3 separate regions of the Mus musculus genome follow, and regions 1 and 3 are each linked to region 2. A link is a contact called in public promoter capture Hi-C data. All regions are on one chromosome and are shown on one strand. The core of a region is the stretch at or near the end of the contact, and the rest is flanking DNA. Distances in the headings are between cores, read along the strand shown.

What was found. Promoter capture Hi-C pulls out the DNA fragments that hold promoters and counts their contacts.
Region 1: a contact with region 2 is called in a promoter capture Hi-C map of cranial neural crest. The contact joins the promoter of Megf6 here to the enhancer-like site in region 2. A contact is called at or near these places in 7 of 39 promoter capture datasets (the 3T3-L1 cell line, the C10 cell line, cranial neural crest and 4 more), 1 of 15 datasets of contacts at CTCF or cohesin (pro-B cells) and 6 of 115 datasets of contacts at active chromatin or transcription factors (bone marrow-derived dendritic cells, craniofacial prominence, embryonic forebrain and 3 more).
Region 3: a contact with region 2 is called in a promoter capture Hi-C map of hippocampal neurons, with 3 times the contacts expected there. The contact joins the promoter of Trp73 here to the enhancer-like site in region 2. A contact is called at or near these places in 3 of 39 promoter capture datasets (cranial neural crest, embryonic stem cells and hippocampal neurons), 6 of 115 datasets of contacts at active chromatin or transcription factors (astrocytes, embryonic basal ganglia, embryonic forebrain and 3 more) and 1 of 9 other capture datasets (embryonic stem cells).

The regions. Positions count from the first base shown.
Region 1 is chr4:154,169,270-154,172,115 of GRCm38.p6, reverse strand. Megf6 (multiple EGF-like-domains 6) reads right to left here and starts at 1,403. Exons shown (of 37, transcript NM_001162977.1): 1 at 974-1,403. The coding sequence starts at 1,092.
Region 2 is chr4:154,785,381-154,788,530 of GRCm38.p6, reverse strand. No RefSeq gene overlaps it. Among named protein-coding and RNA genes, the nearest start is that of Ttc34, 50 kb to the left of the region's middle. Within about 2 kb of position 1,575, at least 9 of the 459 cell types and tissues checked have an H3K27ac peak or open chromatin away from gene starts, as enhancers often do.
Region 3 is chr4:154,138,241-154,141,306 of GRCm38.p6, reverse strand. It overlaps Trp73 (transformation related protein 73), which reads left to right and starts at 1,432. Exons shown (of 14, transcript NM_011642.4): 1 at 1,432-1,484.

The DNA of each region.
Region 1 (2,846 bases), core at 154-2,653, 620 kb after region 2:
AACTCAGATCCAGCTCTTTTTTGTAATGGCCACAAAGACCAAAGCAAGACCCAGGGAGGAGGTCCCGAGGGCACCTGTCCCAGTAGGAAGCTTGTCCTCTCATTCCCCAGGGAATCATGACACTGTCCTCACGGCCAGGTACATAGTGGACCGGTCAGTGCCAGCCCTGGACAGAAGCAGCAAGTCTCCTCTGTGGGTGAGAAGATGCCCGAACTGGCAGAATGGAAGCCCCAACCAGGGCCTGAAGGGTCCCTGGTCCACTCCCCGTGCCGCCCCAGCAGCCTTGCCAAGTTTACAAGGCTCCACCTTGCACCCTGCGGGGAAGGGCTGGTGAGGGGGGGCAGGCCTCTCATCTGTACATCCACTCTCAGTCTCACTTCGCACCAGTTTTCCTTTGAGGCCAACAGAGGGGGATCGCTTTGCAGTTTAAGAGAGACCGCTAACCGGCCTGTTGGGGAATCATCTTTCAAAATTAAATCCGTCGCCGCTGGCTCCCTGACCCTCTCTTCCTGCCCATTCTAGTACTGAATTCCTTCTCCCGAGGCCCCAGAGCGCACGTGTTTAACACACAAAACAGTGCTGGCAGCCCCCTCTGGGCACCCCCGCCCCTGCGCAGGCCCTCGGACCCCAGGAGACTAGCTTGGGGAGGAAGTGGGACCAGGCTGCTTCCTCTCGGCCGCCTCCAAGCTGGCTCCCCAGCTGGACCCTGCGCCGCAGGGGCTTGGATTCCTCACCTCTCCGGAGTTCGGCATCCGTCTAAGTCTGCAGGACCCTTGCTGCAGGGGCGGGAACCCGGAGGCTATGGGCCCTGCGGCAGACTCGAGGGCACCAAATCCAGTCCGGGACCCCGGGTCTAGACCATCCCCTCCTCAGTTAAAGCAAAGAGCCCATTGTTTGTGGCCCCAGGGACAAAGCCCCGAGTTCTGTCCGGGTCAGCTTCGCCGCCAGGAGCCTCACGACTCGCGCTACTCACATGCTCGGCTGCAGCGGGCGCGGGGGTAGCGGCTGGGAGGCTGCAGGCACGGCGGGGAGCAGCAGCAGCGTCAGGGCCACCACGCGCCAAGACGCCCTCGCCTCCACCCCGACAGGCATAGTGCGCGCGGTCGCGCTCCCACTCGGTCCTGGGATCTTCGACTCACAGGCGGCCCTTACGGCCAGTAGACGCTGTCTTCACGGGCGCCATACCCCCAGAGGACAGCGGAGCACCACAACCCAGTCGCGCCAGGTGCGGGGCGCGAGGTTCCCGCAGGTGCAGATGGGACAGTTGCCCGGACCTCCGAGACCTTCGCGCTCGGTTCGGCGCGGCCAGACACTTGCCAGGAGTGATGGAGAGCAAACTCGGAGCGGGACGCAGCAGACGTCAGGCCCGCCCGCCGCACGCCCCCCGGCCCGACCCCAGCCCCCTCTTTCCCGACCCCGCTCCCGCCCCTTTTGGCCCCACCCCCAGCCCAAGCCACGCCCGTTCCGCCTTCGGCCCCGCCCAGACAATCCCAATAGGGAGAGCCCACTTCCAGCCCCGCTTCAGCCCCTCCCCTCTCCGGCTCCTGGTCCTACCTTTAAGGCTAAGCTCGCTTCCCAGTACTTTCCCCTAAAGCTTTCCAATTTCACTTGCGCTCCCTCTCTCTGCAACCGAGAGTCCCAGGTCTGACCCCAACCAAGTGAACAATTCTGTCGAGTCTGCGCGGTCCATACTTCGTAAACACCGCTCTATCCAGATCTGAGACCTCTGCAAGCGCACCCTTGGATTCTTGGAGTTGCAGTCACCTTCCCTTGGCCCCTCGTCCGCGCGCCCGCCACCGCTGTCCCAGAAGCAGGGAGGGATAGTAGAGCGGGAGGTAGAGGGGGGGACAGCCTCTGAGTGCCTCTGGGCACTTCCTTTGGGTACTGACTTTATTAGGTAACACACCACCCTCTGGGCTTTCGTATTCCCAGTTCTGTACTGAGTGCTTTGGGACGGTAGCATGGGGTGGAGTGGGCGTGTAGGTCCCACTAGGCACCTGCATAGGGGTCTAGGAGGTGAGGCGACTCCCTGCACCAGGTATTTATTGTCTTTTAAGCCTGGCTTTGATTTGATTTGACTTTCTCCGCGGTTAGGGGCAGACTGACCAGCGCTGTACGTGGCATCTCTTAGTCCAGGACTTATCAAACACTCAGAGGGGCTCTTTGTGAAGCTGAGCTGGGAGAGTCCCATGAGGGTATGGTAGCGGACCTCACTAGTTGCAGATAGTTGTGTGAGGATCAGCTCCTCCTTGTCCTACTGGAGAGGTGTGCCTGCCCTTTTACATGATGGGTGGACCCAGCCTGCCCTCTTCCACCATCCCTGAGGAGTGCGGTAGGTGTTCCAGCCTCCTCTTCCCCTGAAGCAAGTGCTTGAGGGGGCCTCTGGCTGGGGGACCTGGAAATGCCGCTGCAAAAGTTCGCATTTCAAAAGACTGTGGGTCTCATTACTGGGCAGGTGCTGTCAGCTTAGACCTGCTGCTGGCCCAGATGCGGAACCGAGGGCAAGGAAGGGAGTGGAGTGAGTTTAGAAAACTCAGGTTTCAGATCTGAGCAGTAAACATAGAGGAGTATAACCTCAGGGGAAATAGAGAAGGGAGGGAAGTAAGGAAGGAGGGAGGGAGAGATGGATAGACAGACAGATTCTGGAGGGCAATGGGTCCTGGAACTTGCCACCTGATGCCCCAAACAGGACCCCAGTTTGCCCTGCATTGTTGTGCTGGGACTCACCCTTCTGCTCAAACCCATCACCAGACCCTCCCTGGATCTCAGTAGCAGAGGCTGACCCGAGCCCTCTGGGGGACTCCCAATGTCTGCACCCAGGAATTCATCTCATATCCCTCCTCAGC
Region 2 (3,150 bases), core at 326-2,825:
GCTTCTGTCCTCTTGCTTGTTGTCAGAGTGCAGACACTGGCGTAGACACTGGGCCTCTGTGGGTGTCTGTGCTCTGGGGAGGGGCTCACTTTAGGAGGAGCAGACCTTGTGGGGGTACCTCAGGGGGGTGGTGGCATCCCTGGTTCTGCTCTTACCAGCACAGCCGTGTGGCAGCTTTTACAAAAAGGTAATTCAGCAAGCTTTGGAGCAAGCCCTGAGGTTTGCTCACAAGGACCTCTATTTATAGATTCCACTCCTCTCCGGGGTCGATCAGCCATCCGTACACTTCGGAGAGTTTATAACTCTGTTATTAAATTTAGAGCTGGCTTCGGCTTTAATTCAGAGTGAAAACTGCATACCGTGGGGGAATCCCGAGAATGCATTTTTGGGGAGACTGCCAACAGGCCGGTTTCTAGGACTCCTGCCCCCAGAGATGGGCAGTGGGCCCAGGAGACTCCATAATGCCTGGACACCATGCTCAAAGTGCAGCAGCCAGGTATCTCACACCAGGTGTCTGTCACCCCTCAGTAGCCAGGGGTTACAAACTAGAATCTGGTGGCTGGCCTGACATTGCTAGTGTCCTCTAGGTTGAATGGAGCCATTCACTAGCTCCTGAGATTTTTGGAGACTCTAGAGAGGGATGTTCTTATATCCCGGGAGGTGAGGACAATTTGAGGACCTGTTCATGGGACAACTTAGTATCCTTGCTATGGTGTGGAAGTCTGGGTCAGGATGCTGTGTGGGAGGGGCTCACTCTAAGCCCTTGTCCCGACAGCTACCTTCCAAAGCGCCCCTCTTGCCCTCCAGGTGATAAATACATGCTGTGTTTAGGGTGGCTTCTGATCCACACCCAATGCTATTGATGCCTGTCCTTGGGAGGAAAGCTGTGTAGACACCACCCAAGCTTTGTAATCTTAGTGGCTAGTAGGAGACAGAGGCAGCTAGAGAGGGTTTGGCAGAGTGGCCAGGACCCGTGGCCCTGCAGCTTCTGGGCACTGTTGATGGCAGAGTCCCAAGCCACACACAAACACTGTATATCCACAATACAACAGGTATCTGGGGGAGCAAGGAGCCTAGCCTAGATGTTAGGTGCTGCCAGCCACTGGCCAGCAGGTGGTGTTCCTTGCCTACTTTCCCCACCTATACACGGCTCTCCTCCGCCAAGCTGGGCCCATCTGGAAATGTTTGATTTGATAGAGTGTCGCTTTACATTGCAGAAATGAGCGTAAGCGGTTTTTTAACCCACCAAGTGAGAAATGTGATCTGGGTTTTACTGTCGACCCTTTAAATAAAAAACAGATCGCTTATTAAACCATTATCTGTTGTGGATGAGGCATTGAGAGTGGACCCTGACTGGACACCCACGCAAAGGGATGGCTCTATCTTCTGTCTGTGTGAGGGTAACCTGGGCTATTGGACACCACTCTCAGGGGACCAAGCAGGGGCTGGCACCCATCACCCAACCATTCTGCCTTTATGTGCATGTTACTGAAGCTCTCCCTTCCCATCGGGTTGTCTGAAGGAGCTATAGTCTGAATGATGGATCTCCAGAGCCATGGTCATGCATCATAGGGCTTCCTGGGGGATTCATTCCCTTGACCCCTGCTCTGGGGTGCTGGGATTCCACTGTGCTGTGACCCTGGATGGAGCTGTCTGGAAGCTAGGGAAGTGTAGCATCTAGCTTTTGCATTGTGCTGATGGACATGCACATGGTCGGTGCCCAGTATTGCACACAGGGACCTGGAGCTGCAGGCTAGTCAAGCCTCTAAGCAAGGACACAGTGGATGTGGGAGGCGAGGAAGGGGGAGATGATTGGCTCCCACTTCCTGGGCAAGACCAATGCTGAGCTGCCCTGCCTGATGTATGGGGTATCAGCTTTGATCCTCTCTGTTCCTTGAGGTCTGATGCTACATCCCGTTTTTCTGTGCTGGGAAAATGCCTCTTCATCCTGCTTGGAGGAGATGGCCCTGGAAAGCCAACAAAAGGTCTTGTCATTCCAGCATGTGGAGGACAGGTACTGGAGACACACAGTGGCTCCTCACTCCATCCATGCTCCAAGGGCATGACACTGGAGTTGTCCTCAGTGGGAGCACTGTGGGCATCGGTGCCTGTTAGGGTGGGAGTCAGTGGGCCTGGTGGCCCAGTGGCTATCTCTGCAGCAAGCCCAGGTTCTATCTCCCTCAGCCTTGTTGTCCAGTCAAGCTCTGTGTGGCATAGAGACCTGATCTGGGGCCTCACAAATGGTCACCTAAAGTCCCTTTAAGAGTGTGTGTGTGGGGGGGGCACTTCCTGATCACCAGCCTGGCTGTGTCACCTATCCACTGGCCCAAGATTCCTGGGGTTGGAGTTTCAGAGCAGTTAACAGAGAGTACCTTGAGGACTGTGGAAGCCCTTGGGGGACATGGGCAGTGGGGGAGGGAGGCTGGGACTAAGGAGGTTCTAAAGAACCTGAGTTGAGCCAGCAACCAGCAAGTCGGTGCCAGGATGAGGGATGTTATTTTGAGGTCCTGCTCAGTGTCCCAGCATAGTGAGGACAACCCGAAGCTGGTAAAAGCCTGCTGTGGCCGGCTAGCTCTTTGCTGTCCTGCTGCTGGTGCAGTGGGTTTTGTCTTAGGCTTCAACAGCAGTCACTAAGACTTGTGACCCTGCTCTGAGCATGAGAAAAGGGGGCGGGGTTCCAAAAAGACTCCAAGAGTGTCCCAGGGTCGCACAGCCACAAGTGACAGATATAAGCTGGAATTCCCAGAGTGGGGGCAGGGCAGGAGCCCAGTGGTTGGATCTCTTCACAAGCATGCTGGTGGAGTGAGAGGAGAGGTACTTAAGTTCCCAAGGGGCCAGGAAGCAGCAGCTTCCTTCTGTCTCCACGTCTGGCAGCCACTGGGTCAGTGTGAGTACAAGGTCACACACACACCCTGTCCCTACCGTTTGGTCCCCAGTAGCTCCTGCCCCTATTGGTTGTACCTTTATTGCTATGCCTTGCTGCCCATAGTTGATTGGTTGGGGACAGATTTATTTCTGCTGTCACAGCCAATAGAAATATGCTTCTGTCCGAGTTATCATGTGGTTACAGTGACCAAGCCGGGATTGGCTGCTTCAGGAATTTATGGTTCCAGCTGGAGATAGCCAGTCCAGGGAACAGACTTGCAGGCA
Region 3 (3,066 bases), core at 183-2,682, 650 kb after region 2:
CCCAGTCTCTTCCGCACCGCTGCATCTAATTTCCACGAATGAATGAATGAATGAATGAATGAATGAATGAATGGCGGTGCTTGCACCATTCGGAGAGGATCTGCAGAGTGCGCGGCCAGCGTCCTGGCATTTTCTGTTCCCAACCAGTCCCAAACTCTTGCTTGGTATTCATCTTTGTCTCTAATCTGCAGCTCGCAAATAATTACTCCTCGTAGCTATTGGCCTAACACCAGGTCAGGCTTTCGAGTTCGAGAGAGATTCGGTCTGCTCCAACCCACCTCCCTTGCAACGCCACTAGCTGCACTAAAGCGACTTCCAGGGCATGTGGGAACACCTTGGGCAAGGACCACTCTGCAGTGCCACTAAGGGGTCCCACAAGGACCCAACTCCTTCTGTGCGCCAGACTACGGGTCTGCGTGGTAGATGAGGGCACCGGAGACCGCTCACTTGCCCAGAGGGGAGATGGCGGGTGGTGAAGAAGACTTCTTGAGCCAGAGAAGAGTCCCCTGACTAACTCCGAGCCGCTCTATGTGCACAGTTTGTGGGCATCCGTTGGGCATCGCCTAGCACACCAATCCAAGGAAAGACTCTGATACCCTGGGCTAGGAAACCCGGACTGCAGGCCGTGGCCCCCGGGGTGTGTAGGTATCAGGAGGCGCAACTTCTGGCTGGACTTTGAAGAGTCCAACCCAGAGGGTCTGCGCTCGACCCTCTTTCCAGGCGGGCTGTGGTCTCTGCCAGGCAAATCGAGGGGGGCTTCGAGCCGTTCTCAGAGACGGAACCCCGCTGGTGCTGGCCGAACGACAACGGTTCTCCTCCGGGGCTTTCAATGTTCAGTTTCAGTCGGTCCTCTCGGTTTTCTCAGGCCGGGGCGAGCCCTGGAAGAGGCGCAGCCACCCCGCTGAGGGCACTCCTGAGCCCCTGGGTTGCAGGCTTAGGACAGTAAGGGCAGCGAGGGGGATCGGGGTAGATGGGCATCTGGGGAGAAGGCGGAGGAGAGAGTCAGAGGGAGTACAGGGCGTCGGGCGCCCTGTGTCCACCCCCTCGGCGCCTGCGCACCCTTCCTGGCGCCCTGAGCCCCGCCAAAGGTCGCGGTCCGGTCCCGCTTCGACCAAGACTCCGGCTACCAGCTTGCGGGCCCCGCGGAGGAGGAGACCCCGCTGGGGCTAGCTGGGCGACGCGCGCCAAGCGGCGGCGGGAAGGAGGCGGGAGGAGCGGGGCCCAGACCCCGACTCGGGCAGAGCCAGCTGGGGAGGCGGGGCGCGCGTGGGAGCCAGGGGCCCGGGTGGCCGGCCCTCCTCCCGCCACGGCTGAGTGCCCGCGCTGCCTTCCCGCCGGTCCGCCAAGAAAGGCGCTAAGCCTGCGGCAGTCCCCTCGCCGCCGCCTCCCTGCTCCGCACCCTTATAACCCGCCGTCCCGCATCCAGGCGAGGAGGCAACGCTGCAGCCCAGCCCTCGCCGACGCCGACGCCCGGCCCGGAGCAGGTAGGCAGCTCTGGGACCCGAGCTAGGGCCAGGTATTTCGCACGAGGCTCCGAGGCTGGAGTTCGGGTGTGCGGCTGCCCGGGTGCTAGCCGAGTGAACGGCCCCAGGGACTCCGCGTCAGTGGCAGGAGGGGCCGGCCGGAGTGAGGCTAGGAGTAGAAGCAGTTGGCACCTCGGCAACCCATGGACCTGCCTCCTGCCCACACTGTCCACTACAGGTGGCAAGGAGTCGCCATACCCGGAGATTCTGGGGCTCGGGTCTGGTAATAGGGGAAGTTGGGAGGTGCGTGGGTATCCTACCTCACAAGGAATGCAAATCCCCACCTCTGTAAGGCAGAAGGCCTTTCAGGTCCCGCTATGGAAGCAGACTAAGAGAGAGGAAAGCCAACTAGAGCCCAACCTCTATGCTGGTCCCAAGGTGTGGGGTCCTGGTGGGTTACTGCTGTTCTGTGATGAGTTTACTGTGGTGCCTCACCAGCCTCCCTAGTCTTCCAGGTAGAGAACCCGGGCAGCCCACACTCTCTCCTGCTCCACTGGGCAGCTGTCACCTTCTCACTCTTGAGAGATGAGAACATCTGTAGGCACCTATCCACATACACACCCGTATGTGTGCGTGGGCGGGGGCGGGGGGGTGGTGGTGTCAGGAAAAAAGCTCTGACTTCTGAGCCCCAAGACACTTGGTTCCCTGTATGTGCTGAGGTCTGTTAATTAATTAAGTGGGCACTTGGGACCTGGGTCGTAACAATATTTGGGGGAAGGTTGTTGTTGTTTTTCTTCATTTAAAAGTTAAATTGTGTCTGTGTGAGTCGTGCACGGGTCAGAGGACATCTTTAGGAGTCGATTCCCATTTTCCATTTTATCAGTCTCAAAGATTTACTCAAGTGGCCAGGATAGGCAGCAAGCACCTCTACCTGCTGAGCTCCACTGCCTCGGATTGGTTTTCGTGGTCGTTGTTTGTGTTGCTGTTTAGCTCTAGAAAAAAAACTCAACAGAGACAAAATGTATCCTGAATCCTTGGTGTGTTGCAAACGCTGTCCCGGCCCCCCACCCGCCCCCATCCTTTGATTTATTCAATAAAAATGTAAAACATTACTTTGTGAACAAAAGATAAGTATTTAACATTTTCTCATCCATGACTGTATAGATTGTGTATGCAGTTTTGAAAATCAGGTAATCGGTTTCAAAGGTGTTGCATACCCACTAACTAGTCTTGAGCTACTGGCGGGCCTATGGGAGCCTGCCTATCAAGCACAGGTAACTAACGACAGGATGCTGAGCAATGTTGTCCTTCTAGCGATGGCTCTGTGGAACAGGCAGGGCTTGCCCATTCTGATGGCCACCCTGTGTGACAACATTCTGGATTAGAAGTCAGATGCTGAGTTCAAATACTCTCTGTGCCCTGGGACCTTGAGCAAGTTACTTAAATCCTCAGAACCTCAGTTTACCCATCTTCGAAATGGAGTCATAGCACTGCTTTTCTCAAAGAGCTTATAGAAACCTGGTCAGTATGCCTTTGTAAACAGAATGGAAACTGCCTGACCCTGGCTGAAGAAGGATATGAGTGAGATGCTTGTGTTCATAGA